Linked DNA regions of Mus musculus: region 1 is linked to region 2. Evidence: chromatin contacts called from public Hi-C data. All regions are on one chromosome and are shown on one strand. Each heading gives the region's core, a stretch centred on a gene start, on an enhancer-like site or on the middle of the called end of the contact. The rest is flanking DNA. Distances are from core to core; before and after follow the strand shown. Region 1 holds the start of Gpbp1 (GC-rich promoter binding protein 1). Region 2 holds the start of 3830408C21Rik (RIKEN cDNA 3830408C21 gene).

What was found. A called contact is a pair of places that touch in the nucleus more often than the background predicts.
Region 1: a Hi-C map of uterus shows a contact between it and region 2, with 7 times the contacts expected there. The contact joins the promoter of Gpbp1 here to the promoter of 3830408C21Rik in region 2.

What each region holds. Positions count from the first base shown.
Region 1 is chr13:111,487,872-111,495,611 of GRCm38.p6, forward strand. Gpbp1 (GC-rich promoter binding protein 1) reads right to left here and starts at 2,256. Exons shown (of 13, transcript NM_028487.5): 1 at 1,847-2,256; 2 at 1-499.
Region 2 is chr13:107,018,937-107,025,576 of GRCm38.p6, forward strand. It overlaps 3830408C21Rik (RIKEN cDNA 3830408C21 gene), which reads left to right and starts at 3,634. Exons shown (of 4, transcript NR_015471.1): 1 at 3,634-5,046. Kif2a (kinesin family member 2A) reads right to left here and starts at 3,419. Exons shown (of 21, transcript NM_001374727.1): 1 at 3,076-3,419. The coding sequence starts at 3,139.

The DNA of each region.
Region 1 (7,740 bases), core at 1,006-3,505, 4.5 Mb after region 2:
AAAACGCTGTATTCTTTCAATGTCTTCATTTAGAAAAGCTGTCCCATTGTAATATGAAAAAAGCTGAAGTCAAAAATTACTAAAACTTTTAATAAAGGTAAAAAGAACTGCCACAAAACTTCAGCAATATTTAAACAGTAATTTGAAACTGCTGAAACTACTTGGTACACAAATCAAACATATCTTACAGTTTTGGCTGAAGAACACAAACAGGAGAGGGGAAAGAGACAAAAATAACACCAGATGAAATGCTTTAACCACTTATATAATCCGTTTGACCCAAAATACTGAAGAAATGGCTGGGACTTTTAGTAGCTCGTTGAATTTGTTCACTACTATCAATTCACTTCAGAGATGATTCTTGTCAATTTTAATGAACTTCTGGAGCAAAATTGCCCAAAACAAAAACAAAACTGTAATTCCAAAATGGCCACTTGAAATATCCGGGGCCTTTTAAACAAAACCTAGATGATGATCTTCATACGCCAAATTCAACCACCTGTAAAAGTTGTATTAGGAAAAAACAAAAACAAAAAACTTAAGTCAGTTTTTATTTTCAAATCAAAATTAACCCCCATTTGGAAAAAAATTTAACCTCTGGGGAAAAAATTTTTCCCACACAGCCGTAAAAAGAGAGCTGGGGAAAAAGTCTTTTCCTAGCCCTCGATGAAGTCTACTGAATGAAGGGAGTTAGAAAACTGTGGGCGACGATATCACTGAAGAGTTCCGATTTGAACTGGGAACTGGGTGCAGGTAGTACCCTGGAGGTTGCAAGCGCCCAACTTAAAAACTTTGAGCAAATATTCAAACTACGAAAGTGGCCCACGGTCTCAGCAGTGCTCTTCCCCGATTCTCTCCCATGTGCCAAAGGAAAACAAATGGACAGGTGGTGCTGCCACGGAGCGTCGGGGAACCCGACTCCGAGAGTGAGAGGCGGAAAGGAGCGTGACGCTCCTTCCAAAACGCAATCTCGGAGGACGGAGCAGCTGGATTGTCCCCACTACGGCTTAGTAGGAAGGCCGGCGGGCAGGCCGGCGGGCGGGAGGGGAGCGTGGCAAGGCGAGCGTGGCAGGGCGAGTGGCTACGGTTCGCCCGGGGGCTGACTCCCAAGCCCGGGAGAGCAGCGCTCGGCTCCAGGTGCTCGGCCCCATTCCCTTGAAATTAAGCAAACAGGTTTCGGCCAAAACTCCAGGGGTGGGAGGTGCGGGACGCGACCCGTCCACCCCGTTAAGGACCGTGCTCTCCCCGGGAAAATAAACAGGTCCCGTCGGACTCGGGAGCCGACGCGACTTCGGAGCGCTCGCCTTGGGCGAGCAGCCACCACCACCACCGCAACTGCCACGGAGCCCGGCGCGGCGGGGAGGGCGAAGCGCCGCCGAGCACACGGCGGAAGTCCACGGCTCCGCACGCCGCGACTCCAGTCCCCGGTCCCCCGGTTCCCCGGTTCCCGGGGCCGCCTTGCTGGTGGTGGCCCAGGAAGGCGCGCGTGCCGGGGCCTGGGGTCTTAGCCCGACGCCGCGGGCGCCCCGGCCGTTCCCGGCCTTCGCCGCCGAGCACCACCCCCCCCCACCACGGCCGCCGAGGCCCGCCGCCCACCTCGCCCCACGGCCGCCGCCGCCGCCTCCGCTCCGCCGGGCTGAGTCAACGCCGGCCGGGGGGAGGGAGGGAGGGAGGGAGGACGGGCGGGCGCCCCGCGCCTCACGCCTCACGCCGCCCCCCGGCCGCCCGCACCCTCACGCCTCGCGCCACCAACGCCGCTCCCGACCCCTCAAGCCCCAACGCCGACACGGGCAACCCCTCCCCCGGTCCCCGAGACTCCCGTCCGGGGCCCAGGGGACTGTGTTACCTTCTGCCCCACCAGAGGTGCCCCTGGCCTGGGGGTGCCGCTGCGCTCGATCCCGGGAGGAGGTTTTCGGTACTTTGAATAATCCCCTTTTGCCGCTTTTCCCTCCCCCACAACCAGTCTCAGTCCCAAAATGGCGCCGACCCGATCCGCAATGTTCTGGGCCAAGTCTCGCGAGATCGTGGAAGGTGGCGAGGGAGGGGGGACGCAGCGGAGAGGTTGAGAAGTAAGAGGAGGGAGGCGGGGCGAGGGGAAAAGAGGAGGAAGAAAGGGTGCGGAAGCCGCGGTGCAAACGAACCCACTGGGCGGAGCCGGAGGAGGAGGGCCTCCACCACAGAACCTTCTGGCCCAAGTAGCAGCTCACGCCCCAGGTCAGGGAAGCTCCGCCCTCTACGTCGGCGCCTGGGGGAGAGGAAGGGGCGGGGCTAGACCGGGGGCGGGGCTTTGAGGAGGACCCGGAGGCTGGGCCTGGCGCGGGGGAAGGGCGGGGGCGGGGCGGGGGGCGGGGCGGGGAGGCGGAGTCTCGGCGCGGTGACGTCAGGAGCAGCTGGAGCCGGGGATTACCCCCTGCTGCTGACGTGAGGACGGTGAACAATCCGGAACGTTCGGTGGAAGGGGGAATTCCCGTCCGTTCCCTGAGGAGCGCCTCTGTGCAGCCGCGGGCCCTCCCCGAGCTCGGGAACGGTGGGGTGGAGAGGACGAGCGCAGGCGGTCCGGACGGGCAGGCGGGCTCGCAGGGCGTGCGGCGCTTCTGAGTCTGCCCGGCAGCGCCGCGCAACCCGGAACGGCCGGCGGCGGGCGCCGTTCGTTCGGCTCCGCCTGAAGCCCGCCGTGGCTCGCAGGCCGCTCGGCGCGGGCCCTGAGCGCTCCGTGGGCGGAGCCGGCCCTGCCTGAGTGATTGGGCGCCGCAGTCGCGCGCCACGCGGAGCGTGCGGGACGTTAACACGCGGAAGCCGGGTTAGGGAGGCGCGCGAGGCTCGGCTGCAGCCACCGTTCCCCCGGAGTGCGAAGGGCTGCCAGAGAGCATCGCGCTAGTAATTCCTATTTCTAATAACTCCAAAGGAGATGGATTATTTCATCAGCGTTGTCCTGGGTATCCGCATAGCACAAACGATTATTTAAAAAAAAAAAGTTACGGTATTCACTTTCTCTACATATAGCCAAAGGTTCACTCTGGAAAGGTTGGAGATTTAATTCTAAAAGGAAAAAAGTAGAAGAAATGAGGGAGAAGCGTCCTAAAGAGGGAAAATCACCGGAGCGTCATTTCCCAGAAACTTTTTATATGCATTATAGGGTTTGTAGTTTAGTGCGTTACCCCTATAAGTTCGCCGAATGTAAACTCGCCTTAATTTGTACCTCAATCTTTACCCATCTTGCCCCCTAGGTACAAAGGGAAAAAGGGCTTAAAACTAAAGGATGCTTTTTTCAATCGTGCCAATGTCTAAGATGTGTTTTCCTCACTTTTTACATAAGCTGGTTTCATATTTTAGAAATGATCCAGTTACTCCCTGGACCTTGACTACTCAACCTACCCGGTTTAAACTTCCGTTTGTTTTAGGTGGGTTTGAATATGGGTCGAGTGGGGACGGGAGAGGCAAGGATTCGTGTTGCTTTCTCTAAAGAGCTATGTAGAGAACCTTGAACGCCCGATCCTTTTGCCTCTGCTTTACAAACTCTGGGGTCACAACCATGCCCCACCCCGCCCAGCTCTGTTTTAAGTCTTAATCCAAACTCTTTCCACTACACGAGACCTGAATCCATAAAATTAACGTATATTGAAAAAGAACTTGGGTTGCTTTTGAATTTAGCTCGGATCTCAGCTATGTAACCCAAGCTGGCCTGGAGTTCTCCTTATCCCTTCAAAGACACACCACCTGGTTTCTATTTCTAAGAATTGATATCAAACTAGGCAGAACAGGAAGAGGAGGGAATGCATGGGGACATGAGAAGAAAAAGGGTACCTTTCACCAAGAGTCAGGCATTAAATAAGATGAACAGCACCTGCTTTAGAGAAAACTATTCCAAGAAAGTTAAAATATCCTGGAGTCGTGCCTTACATCTATAATCCCAGCATTCTCTGAGTTCAGATTAACCTCGAGGACATAGCAAAATTCCAGGATAGTCAGGGCTACAAATGAGACCCCGCCTCAGATTTAAAGAATGTTAAAATAGCAATGAACTGTGAATAGGTAAGAACATGTAACCTTCAATATGGTCTTACTCCTTTCCCAGATATTTTCTAGAAATTTGAAAGAAGAAACAGAAAACATCCTAACTTCTCTTACAACCCTAGTGATTTAGGGTTTGACTTTGGTGGGAGAGGGGTTCGAGGCAGGGTTTCTCCGTGTAACCTTGGCTGTCCTGGAACTCACCCTGTAGACCAAACTGGCATCCAACTCAAGAGATCTTCCTCTGCCTCCCCTAGTGCTGGGATTAAAGTTGAGCACCACCTGGCTGGTTTAACCTTTTCAACTGTTAACTGCCCAGTATACCTGGAGAACCACCCTGTGATCTTACTTAAGTTCTGTAACAAGCTTTCAAACTTAACTTCAAAGCACATCAAAATCTTAAATATTTTGATACTGTAAAGACAATGAAATGTGCCGGACTTGGAAAAGCCCACAGCCTTGCTCCTGGGTGTGGTGGTCTTTCACTGAGCCCCTCGTTTTACCCACTGGAGTGAGCAAATAATCTACGCTTTAAAAAGCAATCTCTAAGTCTACTCTAACTCCGCTTCACACCGGCTTCTCCTGGAATTCTTTCTGTAGTGAAGTCAAAGGTCCCACATTACCTGAAAACAGTTACTCAGGCTGTTGAGTTCTGCAGTGCAGGCTGCGTCTCAGTCAGCTTGTCCCTATACCACGAACAGAACCAAAGAACAATTCTAAAGGGCCAAGTTCGACAGTGTGCACACTGTGGAATCCAGGAGCTCAAGACCACAAGACCCTGTTTCAAAAAGCCAAAGGAGGATGGGAGAACACGGTTCTTCTAGACGTCAAAGTGGGGGTGTCTTTACTCTTTATACCTGCTAAGCAAGTGTTGTGTAACCACAGAAAAACCAAGGACCTGTTAGCCGTTCCACCAGCCTGCCCGTCGTTTTCTTTTCCCCAGTTAAGGAAGTCTCCACAAGGCACATCAACTGATAGATTACAAGTGAACACAATATTACACCTTCTGGGGGAAGAGATCTTTCTGTAACCAAGCTCTCTGAGATTTTTCTCTTTTGTTTTCAAGAAATTTTAAATTAGTTCTTACTGTAAATATATATATGCCACATGCATCAACTAATATAGCCCAAGATATCAGCCCAAATATACAATGCTGTAGAAGCAAAGGGTTTTTTTTTTTTTTTCTCGCAACTTGCAGGTAAGAGTGAAAACTGGGGAACAGAAAAGTCCACCAACTGAGAACTGGTTTTAAACAAGTATAGGTCCACCAGCACCTGCCTAGCACACGCCAGACCCTGGGCACTGAAACTCTCTGGAGCCACGGAAAAGGCTTTATTCTCCTTCAATTACAGATTTAAAAGGCAGAATTTTGAAAGTCAAGCAAAGCCAAAGTTTATTCAAAAAGGACAGTTTGATTAGGGTTTAAAAGAAAAGCCGGCAGGCAGGTAAGCTGTCAATCTCAGCAGCTGCCCAGAGGTGAAAGAACTGATAAGGAGAAAGACTTTGACTTAAGCCAGCAAGGAAGTCAGGCATATAGAGTAGACAGGACACTCTAGAGAAAGAATTAAAATGCTCACAGAACCAGAAAAGACGTGGCTAATAGGAGTTCTAGGGGCTAGGGACTCTGGGAAGTAAAAGGGCATTCTCTCATTAAAGGGAAAAATTTCCACTGTCTTTTTGAGGAGAGTGGGGCCTTTTGTGTTTTGTGCTTTTGCTTTGCTTTGCTTTTGCTTTGCTTTGCTTTGCTTTGCTTTGCTTTGCTTTGCTTTGCTTTGCTTTGCTTTGCTTTGCTTTGCTTTGCTTTGCTTTGGAGACAGGGTTTCTCTGTGTAACAGCCCTGGACTAGGCTAACCTGAAACTCACAGAGATCTGCCTGCAGAGTGTTGGGATTGAAGGCCTGCAGCACTACCACCTACTCCCGAACCTTTCTTCTTGACCATAAAGAAACGGATAGTCTCATCATACCAAGCCTTTATAGTCACTGTGTCAGTATGATCTCCCAAACCCACAAGAAATAATAAACAATAATTTGAATAGTCATCACAGCAGGACTTTCACTTTAAATATTGTTGTGCATATATTTGAATATATGCAATAGTATATATTTGAATATACTATTTTATAATTAATATTTAAAACTTAATTTCCGCACTAGTAAGATGGCTCAGCAGGTAAAGACATTTGCAGCCAAACTGACTTCAATCCCTGAAACCCATACTGTAGAAGAGAACTTACCTCCTATAAGTTGTCTGCTAACCAAAACACAAATTCACTCATTCATACACACACACACACACACACACACACACCCCACAATAAACAAGTAAAATAACTAAACTGCCCCTCAAAGTGTGCAACCACTAAAAGGAATAAAGTTATGTATTTGAGATAATATATATATGTGGAAAACTGCCTGGCATAGTGGCACACGCCTTTAATCCCAACATTTGGGAGGCAGAGGCAGGTGGATTTCTGGGTCCAAGGCCAGCCTGGTCTACAAAGTGAGTTCCAGGACAGCCAGGGCTATACAGAGAAACCCTGACTCGACAAACCAAAAAAAAAAAAAAAAAAAAAAAAAAAATGTGGGAAACCTTTAAAAATTGTTTTGAAGTCTGGTCTTCCTCTTCTGTGTTCTCATTATAAAGCCCTATCTACTTCCGCATGGGTCTTTAAAAAAAAAAAAAAAATGGTGGCTCCTGGAGAGTGGGTCTCCTCAAGAGCAGGAAAGGATCTTAGCCTCTGAGCTGTATCTCTCCAGCTTCTAATGGCTGTGTGTTTACCCGTCTTTCCCACTGGACTCAAGGATCCCGAGAAGCAGTATTCTCTCAGCTCACCCACAGCAACCAGTACAGTTTCAGCCAAGCTCTGAATTCCCAGGCATGTTTGTTGAATGCATGGCTTCCCACTGTGAAGATTAACTTTAATTGCCAACTTGATTGAACCGAAGACTGCCTACAAGATTAATAAAGCACACCTCTGAGGGTGTCTGTAAGGGCAATTACAGAGATCAAGAGTGCTCTGACCTAATGAATGGATTAACCATTGATGAGTTCGTTAATATGATGAATGCCATTCTTGGGAGGTAGGAGGTGGGGATATTCCCCGTGTGCTGTATTTTTGCCGCCGTCGCCCTTTCCCATCTCGCCTGCTTGGCTTCCCAGTCACTGTGATGAGCTGCTCCGTTGCCCAGTTGCAGCTTCCCTCTCCCTGCCTGGCCCTGGCAACAGCAGAGACTGGCACACCCACCTTTAGACTTGGTGTCCACTCCACACTGTCAGTACTCAGGATTTCTGTTATCCTTGAAGGAACTACCCAAGAATTCTTTCCTTCACCTGCTCCGCTTCTCAAAGCCTTACTATCTTCAAAGACCCAGTTGAAGCAACAACATCCCGCAAGATAAAGTGTGACCCTCCTCTGGAACTACATGCACATTTTATCCGGCCTCCTTTGTAACCTTTCCTGATAGAGGCTATGGGACACTGTTCTTTTTTACAGTTTCTTTTAATATTTTGCTCTCCACCCCCCTCCCCTTTTTTGTTGATAAGACCTCACTATGTATCTGTGGCTATCCTTGAACTTTCACAATCCTGCCTCTGCCTTCCAAGTGCTGAGATTATGGGCATGTCTCACCAAGTCTGTCTTTCAGGGACTTATGCTATTCATCCGCTCTGCCCCGCCAGTGTTCAACCCCTAGCAGAATTCAATAAAAGGCAGGTTTTTGAGACATGG
Region 2 (6,640 bases), core at 2,384-4,883:
AGATTCCCCAGGTGAAGGTGAAAGTACAAAATGAGCAGAGATAGACGGGGTTCCACTTCCTGATAAATTCCAGATGATTGGCTAAAAGTCTTTAAATTTTGTTAAGTTACATTTATGCACACACACAAACTCACCCCACCCCTGCCCTCTGTGAGTGTGTGTGTGCATGTGTACATCCACATGCCATGGGCACATGTGGAGATCAAAGAACAATTGGAAGGGGTTGGGTTGCTCCTCTGTTGCCACCATCAATGTCCTGGAGACTGAACTCAGATCATCAGGCTGAGTCTTTTCACCAGCCCTAAACAAAGTTTGAAAACAAAACATCCAATAATGAGCAATGAACTCACCTGTCACCCACATGTGTGTGGGGGGTTATGCAGATGTATTGAAGCAATTCCTAACGCCATTAAGCATCGTAATCCTGTAACATCCTGGCTGTGGTTGGAGTGAGAGTGGATATCTTCACATGCCTCCACTGCCCTCTCTATCCCAGTGGTTCTCAACCTTCCTAAGGCTGCAACCCTTTAGTATATGTCTTCATGGTGTGGTGCCCCCCCCAACCATAAAATTACTTCATTGCTCCTTCGTAACTGTAATCTTGCTACTGTTATGAGTCACAATGTAAATATCTGATCTGTAACCCCCACAGGCTGAGGACCACTGCTCTCCAGTGAATGTCTACTTTAGTCATATCGTTTGAAAACATAAAGCAGTCCAGTTCTGAGTATCAATGCTTAAGGAAATATGCTGTCTCATGGATGAGACAGCAGGACTTAGGAATGCAGAAACCCACTGGTAAGCTGCTTTTAATCATCAGTGAGGACTTACTGGGGTTAGAATTTTTTGAAGATCCTCAAAGATACAAATAGGCCCATTTTGGTTCATGATTTGGCCTTTGGAATCTCTTAATATATGGCTGTCACTGATAGAGAAATCAGGGACAAAGATCATACATGCAGCGCAGTATCTATTACCTGGTTAGCAGCAGGCTGAAGTGGCCCTTCTTTATTTACTCCTATGATCTGAGTTTTCAGGATATCAGTGTTTATTCAACAACTAGGTTTATTTATTTAATTTTACTTTTTACAATAACCACTAGTATTTTCTCTATCACAGATCTGTTATAGAAGGAAGGAAAACAAAAGCAGCCTCTTGAAAGTGAAAAGAAGGAGCACGTGGAAGAGTCTCATGGAGACGGAACTGAACACTTTTAATCCCAGTGATTTCCTTTGAAAGTCACCCGATTTTCAGGGCTGAGGATGTAGTTCAATCAGTGAATGCTTGATCCTGGAAACCTCACAAATTGGCAGGAAGCAGGAGCTGTTCAGGGTCCTCAGCTATAAAGCAAGTTCAAGGCCAGCCCGAGATCATAAGGTCTCCCAAACTAAGAAATTCTAAATGTTGTTTTTACAAAGTTACCTACTTTGGCTCCCTGGCATTATGTAAGTATTTACATGATGTATAAGCATTTACACTATCAGTTAGGACAATACACAATGTACACACTTACTTCCTGAGGAAAATACTTTTGAAAATACAAAGCTTTTGTGTATCACAATTTCTGCTATAGGCTGAAATTAAAGACTGAAAGAATATTATAAACCTATATCCTAGAATCACCAAAGAACCAAAATTACTTCAATGCATAATTAAAAAAATGGCATCTCAGATAAAATCACTTGACTATAGAGCTATTTTGTAATGATTTTAGTTAAGATCTTTAAGACTGTAAAGAATATACAGTTTATTATACTTCAAGTTTTGAATTAACATGTAAGTCCTATATTTGTTAACATACTGCCAACCTACATTCACCAAAAAATAAAATGGCATTAGACAGCATAATGATTGCAAGAAAGTCATCTTCAGAGAATTGATAAAGCAAACTCCAATCCAAGTAAAGAAAGTATCCCTTTTCCGTTTGGTAACTTCTAAAGCTCTACAAGTTATAATGTATTTTCTCAAAAATATATAATACACAAAATAATCCTTCCAGTTACCAAATTACTTCAGCTGCAAAGAGGGAGAGAAAAAAAAAATCACTAACCACTTCCAACACATCATAAATAACAGGAAAACCAATCTACTCATGTATACTGATGTGACTTGATCAAATTTGGTAGAAACCAAGAAATGGGTGTTTTGGCCATGCCCTTATTAATTGCGGTAAAGGATGGTGAATAGGCCACAATTAAGTAAAAGGAATTGGGTACAAGTGAGATGCAGTCAAGAATCAATTCCTAACACTAGCATTTCATTCATCCCCTTCTACTCAGTTATTTCATTTACAATATGGATGATTTTCACTTTACACTTAGAAGTGATAAAAATATTTCCCCCCTACGAGGAACCTACAGCAACATCCATAAGCAGCCTATGGGTCTTTTTTTTTAAATGAATTAAACATGTCTCTTCCCCTCGCCTTACACTTCTCTCAGTTACCTCCCCAGGGTGTGAAAATATCAACATCCGGTCGCCCACCCTCTCAGGAGTGTCTCCCGTGGACTGCGTCCATCCTCTCTCCATCCTCTCCTTCCCTTTCAGTAGCATCACCTTGGTGAAGCGTACCGAGTATTTCTTTCCCGTTACTCCCCCACCCCTTTTCATGGCCGAGTGCAGCCTTCTCTGCACTTGGATCAGCAGAAGAAAGCAGCATGCTTGGGGGAGAACAGGCAAAGAGGCCTGACAACCGGATAGCACTTAACAACAACCGGATGGCTCCCCAATGGCCTCTGGCTGCCAGTCGGGTCTCTCGGTGCCGACATCCCCGATCTTCACGCTACCACCCTTTCCACGCCACCGAGGCAGAGACCGGTAAAAGGCAGAGTAGAGGCAGCGCGAGGCACGGGCAACCCTAACGGAGTCCCCTGGGGGGAGAGGACCGCGAACCCGGGAGCGGCTCCCGCCCTGCGGCCGGGGCCCCGCACTGCAGCGGCGCCCGGGCGGACCCCACGCCCGCCTCACCCGCACAACGCCGCACACAAAAGCGCCGGGCCGCCGCCTTCCCGCCCCCACAACCCGTAGAGCAATCAAAGGGGCAGCCGGCCCGACGCGGCCAGAGGCGCGGCTCACCATCGCTGCGCTTGATCTCCACGTAAATCCCGATCTGGATCTTGCCGAAGTTGGCCGTTGCCATCACCTCATCCGGAGCGGCGGCAGGCGGGCGAAACAGGCGGGGAGGGGGCGGGGTGGCGGCGGGAGGGGCAGCGGTGGCCCGCGTCCGCGCCGGTCCGGGAGGCAGCGTGGACGCGAGCGGGGCCGCGGCGAGAGCGGCGGCGGACGAGCGGGCTGAAGCCCCGGGCCTGCGGGCGGACGGGCGGACGGGCGGGCGGACGGGCGGGCGGGCGGGCGGGCGCGCACGCCGGGCGTCCGGGTGAAGCGAGGGCCGCAGCCGTGAGGCGGCGCGGGGGAAGAGTGGGAGGGCTCGCGCCGCCCGCCCCTACGGACGCTGGAGAGGCGGGGCGCCGCGCGCCTGCGCACACCCGGCGGCCCGCGGCTTCCTGCCGTGCGCCCGCGCGCTCGGGCTGCAGGCGGCCCCGCCCAGCTCGGCTGCGGCCTGGCGGCGGGCGGGGCTGAGCCGTCCGCGGGAACGGGAACGGGAACGGGAGCGCGCGCGGCCCGGCCGGGTACGAACCCGCGCCGGGTTTGATTCCGCACGCGGCGGCCTACGAGGCGCGGGAAACGACTCGCGACGTCCTTCCAGAGCTCCCGCTCCGCGTGCACGCTGCCGCAGGAACGGGTTGAGGGCCGAGTGGGATCGAGGCTTTCGGGGCGCGGGACTGAGGGGCACTGACCGATTAAAGAACTGGCTCAGTGCATTTCTGTGGCTGTCAGATCGCATGCCACTCCGGGGCAGCCGGTCCTTGAGGAACCTTATTAAGGCCGGGGCATGCCTGGTTCAGGCTTCCCATCAATTATGGAGGGTCGAAAGGGTGTCGTCCACCCTGAGTAGGAACGAAGACCTCCCCTTGCCCTTTACTTCCCAGCTCATTGCAATTCAAAGCGAAGCCCTCCTGGGCTACCAGCGGGCCTGTCCTGCTATCCTATTGCTTCAGTAGAGCTCAAGGCTTACTTGCCCTAGTCTCTAACTCCAGCAGCTATGACTCAAAATCAGAGCAGAGACTTGAAGAACGTTGAATAATGAGCCTCTTCTGCAGTCATGTGGCTGAGCTGACTACAGCAACATGGAGAGTGCCAAGCAGAGGGGGCCAGGTAGACAAGCGTGTAAACTGAAGTGTAACCTCCACCAGCTTTGTCGTAAATTCTTTGTAGAATGACTTACTACTCTCCTCAGTTACTCCCTGCCTGCCCATTCCTGCATCTTGGTTTCTTCATCTTCCCCCATGATCTAGGATAATATGATCTCTTCTCCTTCCCCCTGATTATTTAAATCTTCCTCTCACCTCCCTACATTTTTCACTTGTTATTTACTTTTTTTTTTTTTTTTTTTTAGATAGGGTGTCATTTGACCTAAGCTGGCCTTAACCATGCTATGTAGTGAGGATAATCTTGAATGCCTTACTGGTGTGAGCCATCACTTCTAGTTTATGTGGTACTGGGGATAGAATCCAGGACTTTGTACGTGATGAGAGCATTGTGGATGAGAATGGTTCATGTGCTTGAATACTTTGTCCCCATTGTTGGAACTGTTTGGGAAGGATTAGGAAATGTGCCCTTATTAGAGAAAGGGTTTCACTAGGATCAGGCGCTGAGGTTTCAAAAGACACCATTTAGAGTTAGCTTTCTAGACCTCTTACTTGTGCATCAAGAGGTGAGCGCTCAGGTGTTGAGGCCAGCATGCCTTTGTTCCACCATCATGGACTTCAAACCTAGGAAACCATAAGCACAGTGAAACACTTTTGTTTTGTCGGTTGTCTTGGTCATGGTGCTTTATCCCAGAAAGAGAGGCAACTACAACACCAACAAGCAAGTGTTCTACCAAGTGAGCTAAACTGCTAGCCCTGAAAGCCTACTGTCTTTGTAAAACCTGCTCCACCCACTCCAGCCTAGATGACTCTTCTGCCTAGGGATTCTTGCAAAGTGGTAAGTATCACTTTGTAAATAGACATGTTTGATCTATAACTATGTATACATAGGAACTTTTCTTTTTTTTCAAAGATTTATTTGTTAATATTTATATGAGTACACTGTAGCTGTCTTCAGACACACTAGAAGAGGATAGTAGATCCCATTATAGGAGATTGTGAGTCACCACATGGTTGCTGGAATTGAACTCAGGACCTCTAGAAGAGCAGCCAGTGATTAATGCTCTTAATCGCTGGGTCTTGCGCGCGCTCGACTGGCCAGGAAGAACGACGCTGCAACAGGATCCTTCTGCACAAGTTTATTGGGAGAGCTTGATTGTAGAGGCGAAGAGACCCCGAGCCCAGAACTGGTGCTGCTTTTATAGGCCTAGGAGAGGCGTGTCTCACACCCGGATTGGTTATGCACTACGCCTCATTTGCATGTTCCTTATCTGATTGGCTACTCTCTCTCTCTGTACCTCACAGAGCCTCATTATCATACCTCATTTGCATGTCTCACATCTGATTGGTTACTCTCTCAGTACCTTACAGAACCTCATTATCATACCTCATTTGCATGTCTCACATCTGATTGGTTATACTCTCAGTACCTTACAGAACCTCATTATCATGCCCGGGCCAGGCAGTGTCTTTGCAAAAAACTTTACTGCATATGTACACATTGGTTGTTTGTCCAAACTTATGCGTGGTGGCCAGCAGTAGTCAGTGCCACTCTGCAACGGCACATGTGGCTTCCCACAACTGGGCCTCTCTCCAACCCTTCCTCATCACCTCCTCCTCTCTCTGTCTCTGTCTCTGTCTCTGTCTCTTTCTCTGTCTGTCTGTCTGTCTCTCTCTCTCTTTCTCTCTCTCTCTCTCTCACACACACACACACACACACAAATTCTTATTGCATGGAATAATCCTGGACAGAACCAACTTAAGGGGAGAGAAGTTTAGTTTTGCCCAGAATTCAAAGGATACAGTCCATTGTGGTGCGGAAGACATGTCAGTGGGAGTGTGTGACAGAGGTACCTCACCTGTTGGAAGATCAGGGAGCAGAGAATGGGACTGGTCCCTGGGCTGAGATATAGCCTCAAGTTTTGTCCATTGGTCAATATCTACCAGCTAAGCCCCATGTTCCAAAGGTTTCCATAGTCTACCGAAACAGTACCATCCAGCTGGATGAAGACCGTGTGTGCCAAAGCCCCATGGGGCCTGTGTCATATTCAAACCATAGCATTATGGTCATTTGTCCTCCATGTTTAAAGTTCTGAAATGCCAATGGAACATAGGTCGCATAAAGTAATATAAAAGTAACTTTTACTCTCTTGTAATAATTGTCATCTCGGAGGCTTACTGCTTCCGACTGCTAACCTGTGCCTTGTCCCAGGAGCTTCTAGCCTCCTTACAATCTAATCTAGACCTAGCGTGTTTTCAGCCCCTGAGACTTTGTGCCGACTAAGCGACTAAGCTCACCCTTCCTTTTTCTTTCTGATCTCTGGCCGGCTGTTTTGTCTCAAACTCCTCTCAAGCTCACTGATTCAATCTGGCTTCTCTGCATGTCTGGCTTTTTGCTCTGCTTGGTCTTGAACTATCTTTGGCAATCTTCT